2 separate regions of the Mus musculus genome follow, and region 1 is linked to region 2. The links are chromatin contacts, called in public promoter capture Hi-C maps. All regions are on one chromosome and are shown on one strand. The core of a region is the stretch at or near the end of the contact, and the rest is flanking DNA. Distances in the headings are between cores, read along the strand shown.

Region 1 (3,413 bases), core at 597-3,096, 65 kb before region 2:
GCCTGCATGCATGTCTGTGTGAGGGTGTGGGATGCCCTGGAACTGGGATTACAGATAATTGTGAGGTGCCACGTGGGTGCTGGGACTTGAACCCAGGTTCTCTGAAAAATGCAGTCAGTGCTTTTAACCACTGAGCCATCTCTCCAGCGCCTTGGGTTTTAAGTCTTAACCCTTAAAGAAGTTGAGTTCTGCTGCCTTACGTCTCCAGGCTCTTCCACAGTGAAGCTGATCAAATTACGGCGGATAATTCACACGGAGCATCAAGCCATGTTTAGTATTTATATTCAACTCGTTTCTTCTGTAGTCACACTTGGCTAAGTTTTAAAGAAAGCGTGGCTCTGTCGTAAAACACTGCCATCACCTTCACATTCATTTCATACACCCTGGGGAACGTAAACATACCTTATTCAGCTTCACGAAATATTCCAGCCCAGCTTCCAAGGGGTTTGTGTCACAGTTCATCTGGAAGGGAAACAGGTTTTGAATCCCAGGTGAGCCTGCTAATTTGGTTCACTGAAGAACTGCGCTGTCCTTAAAAGGACTTCAGAGAGATCTGCCTGCCTCTTCCTCCAGGTAGGGGATTAAAGGAGTTCACCACCACTCCCAGCAAGTACAGGGCGAGGGGAGATGAAGAGATTACTAAAACAGAAACAAACCCATTACCTTCACTCAGCAAATACTGGCAAACACTGGCTCCCACCTTGAGCTGATGCATAACAATGATAGAAACAGAGACATCACTTTCTTATATTAGTCTCCCCAGAATTAAGGACACTGGATGGTTTTTGAGTAAAGATTCTTTAAAAGACCAATTATGGACTAGTCTCTGAAGCAGTATTTTCCATTCAAATGAAGCCTTTGGCAAATGCTGTTATTTTTAAATATGGCAAACACAGAGACTGAACATTGGGTTGGTTTCCACTGCTCTTTTATTTTAAAGGTGTTAATGAATTTATCTGTTTTCATTGCGTGTACATGTATGTGTTCATGTCTGCGTGTGGGTGTGTGCAGGTGTGCTCTCCCAGAACTGAAGTAACGGGGCTGCCCATCGAGGATGCTGGGAACTGACCTCTGCTTCTCTGCAGGAGAAGCACACACAGTGCTCTTAACCACTGAGCCATCTCTCTGGCCTCCGATCTTTTACCTTAATAAATATTTGAAGGCTAGTACATGGTGTTTCACAAACAAGAATCTCATGTATGTTATGTAATAATTTTAATTACATAATTGTGTTTTTAAAAAAGTAACAAGTAACTTTGCTTAGCTTGCATTTAGCCATGAATGGGGGTAAAGAGGGGAAAGCAGGTGACAGAACACTGGCTTTTGCAGAGTTCTAGAAAGAAAACGGGAAGGGAGGATTAAAGCTCAGAACTAGCTGACTCGAGATAGGATGCATCAATTCAGGGGAAATCCAATATTTAGTTCTAAACCTGAATGAAGTTAGGGGGTTTTTATCACTGTTTTGTTTTTAAGGGGTTTTTGAAGATTCTAATTTATACGATGAGAACTGAGGGGAAATGAAAGAGATGAACTCAGGAGGAACTGCTAAATGTATAGAAATGGGAACAGAATACCTCGATGTACTCAGTTAAGTGTTAATGAGCAGAGGACCTTTCTGGAAGTCGGGTTTTTTGTTGTTCATTTCTTTATGGGAATGAGAACTGCCTGCTCTAACCTCCCAAAGAGTCGACATAAACTAGATAAACGTAAGACTACTTTACACCACATAAAAGTGTTCTCATATTTCCTAAATTAGTTTGAGTTACTCTGAAATTATTTTTCAGTCTGCCAAAATTAGAGATTTTTTTTTTCAGGGAAACAGAGCGACTTCGCCGATGTTTCTGCACTAGAGGGCGCTCTGGCACTGTTGGGAAAGAGGACCCTAAAATGGAGCCCAGGGAGAGGAAGCAGAAGGAAAAACAAAAAAACCAAAAACATCAGAAAAATTGAGGCTAGAATACAGCGATGTTTAACTCTCAAGGGGTGGCTTCTCTGTCCTTTTTCCTGAGCATGGGGACAAATTTGTTTTGTTTTCTGAGGGCAGCTGGCCTTGCCTGAGTCCTGGCTGTAAACTTGAGTTCGCTGCAGCAGGCAGGACCGGCTTCCTGCAAGCTTGCATCAATGAGAAGGCCCAAGGGTAAGTACCTGAGCTCTCAGGTTAACCTAGAAATTAACTGTATAGTGTGTTTGTTCGGCTCATTACTAACCATCTCTACGTCTGCGCTGATTCTTTAGGATAAATACTCCATTTTATAAGAGAGCAGGCCAGCCAGCCAAGAGTTAAGTAAAGGATAGATTTAAACCCCAGAGTCCCCACTCGGAAGCTCATGTTTACAATGGCCCCTAAAACGTCAGTTCTCTGTAAAAGTTAGGGTTTTGTTTCTCCCACAAGGTAAATAGGACCCTGGTCACAGGAATCTGGATGTTGGGGGCTCAATGAACCCAGTGAATGTATGCAAAATAAGAGTCGTGGTAAAGCTAAGTCATAGAACAAGGGCTTCTGGGAACGCGCATAGGGGCTTTATCTTGATGACAACAGTCAATGTGGGAAGACCCTTCATAATTGTGGACACCACATTCCCTGGGCAGGGGATCCTGGGTAAAGTGCAGGAAGCCAGTTAGCAGCTGTCCAGGGGCTTGCAATCATTTTAGACTATGGATGTGACATGACCAGTTCTCTCAAGCCACTGTCACTGTGACTTCCCCACTCTGAAGGACTGTAACCTGGACCTGTGAACTGAAAGAAACCCTTTCTCCCTGAATTCGCTTCTGTCAGGGTATTTTTTTCCCCCACAGAAACAGGAAGGAAACTAAGACAGAAGCAAAGCAGAATCAATGCATATAAAAATGTTGTGTAAGTGGTTAACAATTGTACACAGAGAAGCTCTTGATTCCCACTGGTGGGGAAGACTAGACCCACACACACGGGACCACTGTCCCTGTCCCTCAAAAGAAAAGGACATTAGTTCGCCTAAGGATGATTGTGAGAGGGAAATGAAACGTAACAGAGGGAAAGCAAGGATGTGAGAGGTGATACTCAGATCCTCTGGCGTGTGCCTGCCAGAAAATGTCTGGGGTTCACCACTAAGCAGGGGGAATTAAGGCAGAATAAACGTTACCCCCAAACCCAGTCAGTGCTCATCTGGAAAGCAGAGAGGCAGGGGAGTTCTTTCCCTACTCAAAGTCATTTAATGGCATTTGATTTCTCTTCTAGCTGGAACTGATAGTAGTAATGCTATGAAAACTAGTCTCCCAACATTAGATACAGTAAGGTAAGCATCCGTTAGTGAGGATGCTAGCATGCAAACCTCGGAGCCCCAGGCTCGGAAAGCCTTCTCCAGTCTCAAAGCGTTCAGGGCGTAAGTTCCAAAGTCGCCGATGCCCTCCTCCTGGCCGGCACTCATGATGCGCTC
Region 2 (3,360 bases), core at 35-2,534:
AATCAGGGCAGCAGGGGCAAATCTCCACCAAATTGGATTCACCTGTATCCTGGTACACCTGCGCAGCACTCAAGATGTTTGTGTCTTATATGAGGAAGTCAGGTGCAAGTCATATGACTTAGCTGCAGTCCCTGGCGCCTTTGGGACTGCTGCCACACCCGCTCCCCACATATAAAGTATGTAGTTTAAGGTCTTTTTTTTAATCACCTTCCTTGAGACTGAATCAATCCTTCAGTGCTGATGTCACTGTTTCAATAATGCTAATGACCTGGGGTTCTTTCACCTGTACCACCTGGCAGAATGCTAGCTGATGCAGTTAGACCGTGATTAGCCATAATCATATCAGGGCCTTGGAGTCCTTGAGGGTGACCAGTCTAAGCCGCAGATAGGATGCCTGACTCTCATCTATTTATTTTAATGAGTACACACTAGCTGTCTTCAGACACACCAGAAGAGGGCGTCAGATTCTATTACAGATGGTTGGGAGCCACCATGTGGTTACTGGGAATTGAACTCAGGACCTCTGGAAGAGCAGTCAGTGCTCTTAACCACTGAGCCATCTCTCCAGCCCTGGCACATCTCATTCTTAGAAAGTAACTTCACAGTAATCAGAAGTCAGCTCACTACAACATTCACTTGGTCCAAACATTAGGCTTTGAAAATCCATAGAGCAGGCTACTGTCCTTTCCATCCAGTAACTCTTTCTACTCAAAGATAGCCCTCAGAGAGCTTGGAGAGGTGACTCTGCAGTTAAAAGCCTGCTCTACGTTGGTAGAGGACCTTAGTTCGATTCCCAGCACCCTCAGGGTGGATTATGGCTGCCTGTTAGTCTAGTCCCAGGGGATCCTATGCTCTCTTCTTGCCTCTTCAGGCTCTTACACACATATGGTGCACAAAGACTAACTCAGGCTCACACACATAAATAGTAATAATAAAAAAATAAATCCTACTGGACGTGGTGGTGCCCGCCTTTAATCCCAGCACTCGGGAGGCAGAGGCAGGCAGATTTCTGAGTTTGAGGCCAGCCTGGTCTACAAAGTGAGTTCCAGGACAGCCAGGGCTATACAGAGAAACCCTGTCTCAAAAAACCAAAACAAAAAAAAACTGGCATATGTCTGGCATATGCTAGACATGCACTGTCCATTTACTGTGCCGTGTGTGTGTGTGTGTGTGTGTGTGTGTGTGTGTGTGTGTGTGTGTTCGAGCAGGGTTGGAGTCCCCTTGTCCTTGTGCTGGCTCACCATGGATCAAAGCCTCTGCCTGTGTCCGTGCATGAGATTCAACCCTCACTCCATTGTGGCCTTGCTGAATACATTAAGGTTCTGTGAAGACGGAAGCATATGGCAATATTAGAAGAGAGAGTAGAGAGGCTACGTGGGGGAAGGGCTGTCCCTTCTGGGGTCTGCACAGCCCTTTCATTTAGTTCTGTAGCTTTAGGTATGGGAACATTGTAACAAGTCTAAAAATCGGCTGGTGTACAGTAGATGGTGAAGATGTGTTTTTAAGTCTAGGTCCATCACCCTATAAAAAGAGGAAAATCAGTTGGGACCCAAAATAGCAGAGAATAGCTCATTTAGACCTTATGAAGGTATAAGGCCATGCATCAGCTTTCCAGCTGTGACAGCTGCAGAAGTGTTTGGAATGGGACCATCCCAGAAATACCTCCCGACAAGGGACAATGCTAAGAAAATGAAGCTTAGTTGTCCAGAAGGAACAGGGGAAGAGGAGGGTAACAAGGAAGACTGGTCTGAGCAGCCTGTGCTTTGTACTCCCACGATGAACCAGGGCAGAGCCACTGAAAATTAGGTCAAGAAGACTGTTGGATAAGCTGGCCTTACGGGACTTTGTGTCTGATGATGTGTAGTTGGAACATTATTGATAGGACAAAAGTCATCTCACATTGTTAAACATGCAGCTCTCACTTGGAGTATAGGGTTTCGGTGGCCTTGCCGAAGATGTCAGTGACACTAGAGTTGATAAGACTCCCAAGAGATAAGCAGACACACCAGTAAAGTGTGGGTGTTTTGGGTGCTAACCAGGCACTCTACTCTTGAGCTACACCTCAGATCCACTAATTAAATGAAAAGGGAGTGTTTTGAGACGGTGCCCGATGGTGTAGTCCTGGCCAACCTTGAACTACTGATTCCTCTGAGTTAGCTTCCTGAGTCCTGAGATGACAGATATGCATCAGCACACCTGACTACAAACAGTCTTTTTTTTCTTTCCTTTTTTTTTTTTTTTTTTTGGTATTTTGAGACAGGGTTTCTCTGTATAGCCCTGGCTGTCCTGGAGCTCACTTTGTAGACCAGGCTGGCCTCAAACTCAGAAATCCACCTGCCTCTGCCTCCTGAGTACTGGGATTAAAGGTGTGCGCCACCACGCCCGGCTGACTACAAACATTCTTAAGGAATTGATTTTCTATGTGGAAAGACTGAAAAACTTATATATTGATTGAATCACAGTTTAAATAACAATAGAACATATTAGGGAAAAGAATTTCCACTCCATTAAAAAAAAAAAAAAGCAACCATAGGGCTGGAGAGAAGGCTCAGGGGTTAAGAGCACTGACTGCTCTTCCGAAGATCCTGAGTTCAAATCCTAGCAACCACATGGTGGCTCACAACCAACCATATGTAATGAGATCTGATGCTCTTTTCTTGGGTGTCTGAAGACAGCTACAGTGTACTTACATATAATAATAAATAAATCTTTTTTAAAAAGACAAAAACAAAACTATCCCTCTAAACAGTCTGAAACTTATCACAGCACTTCCTGCTGTATTCACCTTGTTCCAGAAGTGCTAGATAACCAATTTAGAGCATTTAAAATGTTGGAAAAGCAAAGATGAAAGCATTGTTCAGGCAGAAGAAATGGCTGTACAGAAAGACTATCCAAAACACTCTCATAGACTATAAGAGTCCAGTAATATGAGGATTGGTTTTTCTATATACAAAAACCCGTGCTCTTTTATACACACTTGACAACCCTTTTGCAAGTATAATGGGAAATATTATTTATTATACATAAAATAATAACTGTCTAGAAATAAAACTAACACATAAGAACTACTGAAGGAGATCAGGGAGATGCTGTCGTGAGATATTGAGTAAGACTTCCATAAATACGTGTGTCTGCTCAAAGAAAAGTCCTGAGGTGCTCTGAACTGACTAACAACTATCAGAGGACCTCAAGGAAAAATACCACCAGCATTGACAGAAAGAGGTGTGCAAACTCACATTCATATGGAACAAAGAGATCAAGATAACTTAGAAAAGAAGGGGGGTAAGGCAGGTGTGGCATTGCCAAACAATCACTGTGTTTATGTGCCCATGGGGCATGAGCCTGAGGAGGTGGTTCAGG

The links. Promoter capture Hi-C pulls out the DNA fragments that hold promoters and counts their contacts.
Region 1: a promoter capture Hi-C map of liver shows a contact between it and region 2, with 5 times the contacts expected there. The contact joins the promoter of AW495222 here to the enhancer-like site in region 2. A contact is called at or near these places in 6 of 39 promoter capture datasets (embryonic stem cells, hippocampal neurons, liver and 2 more), 1 of 15 datasets of contacts at CTCF or cohesin (embryonic stem cells), 15 of 484 Hi-C or Micro-C datasets (the HPC-7 cell line, embryonic stem cells, liver and 1 more), 6 of 115 datasets of contacts at active chromatin or transcription factors (embryonic stem cells, hepatocytes and liver) and 2 of 9 other capture datasets (adipose tissue and liver).

Annotation. Positions count from the first base shown.
Region 1 is chr13:93,717,608-93,721,020 of GRCm38.p6, reverse strand. It overlaps AW495222 (expressed sequence AW495222), which reads left to right and starts at 1,846. Exons shown (of 3, transcript NR_045086.2): 1 at 1,846-2,137. Dmgdh (dimethylglycine dehydrogenase precursor) reads right to left here. Exons shown (of 16, transcript NM_028772.3): 13 at 3,309-3,413; 14 at 403-462.
Region 2 is chr13:93,652,140-93,655,499 of GRCm38.p6, reverse strand. No RefSeq gene overlaps it. Among named protein-coding and RNA genes, the nearest start is that of Bhmt, 16 kb to the right of the region's middle. Within about 2 kb of position 1,284, at least 7 of the 459 cell types and tissues checked have an H3K27ac peak or open chromatin away from gene starts, as enhancers often do. A contact at or near this core is called in hepatocytes and liver, where this site is marked.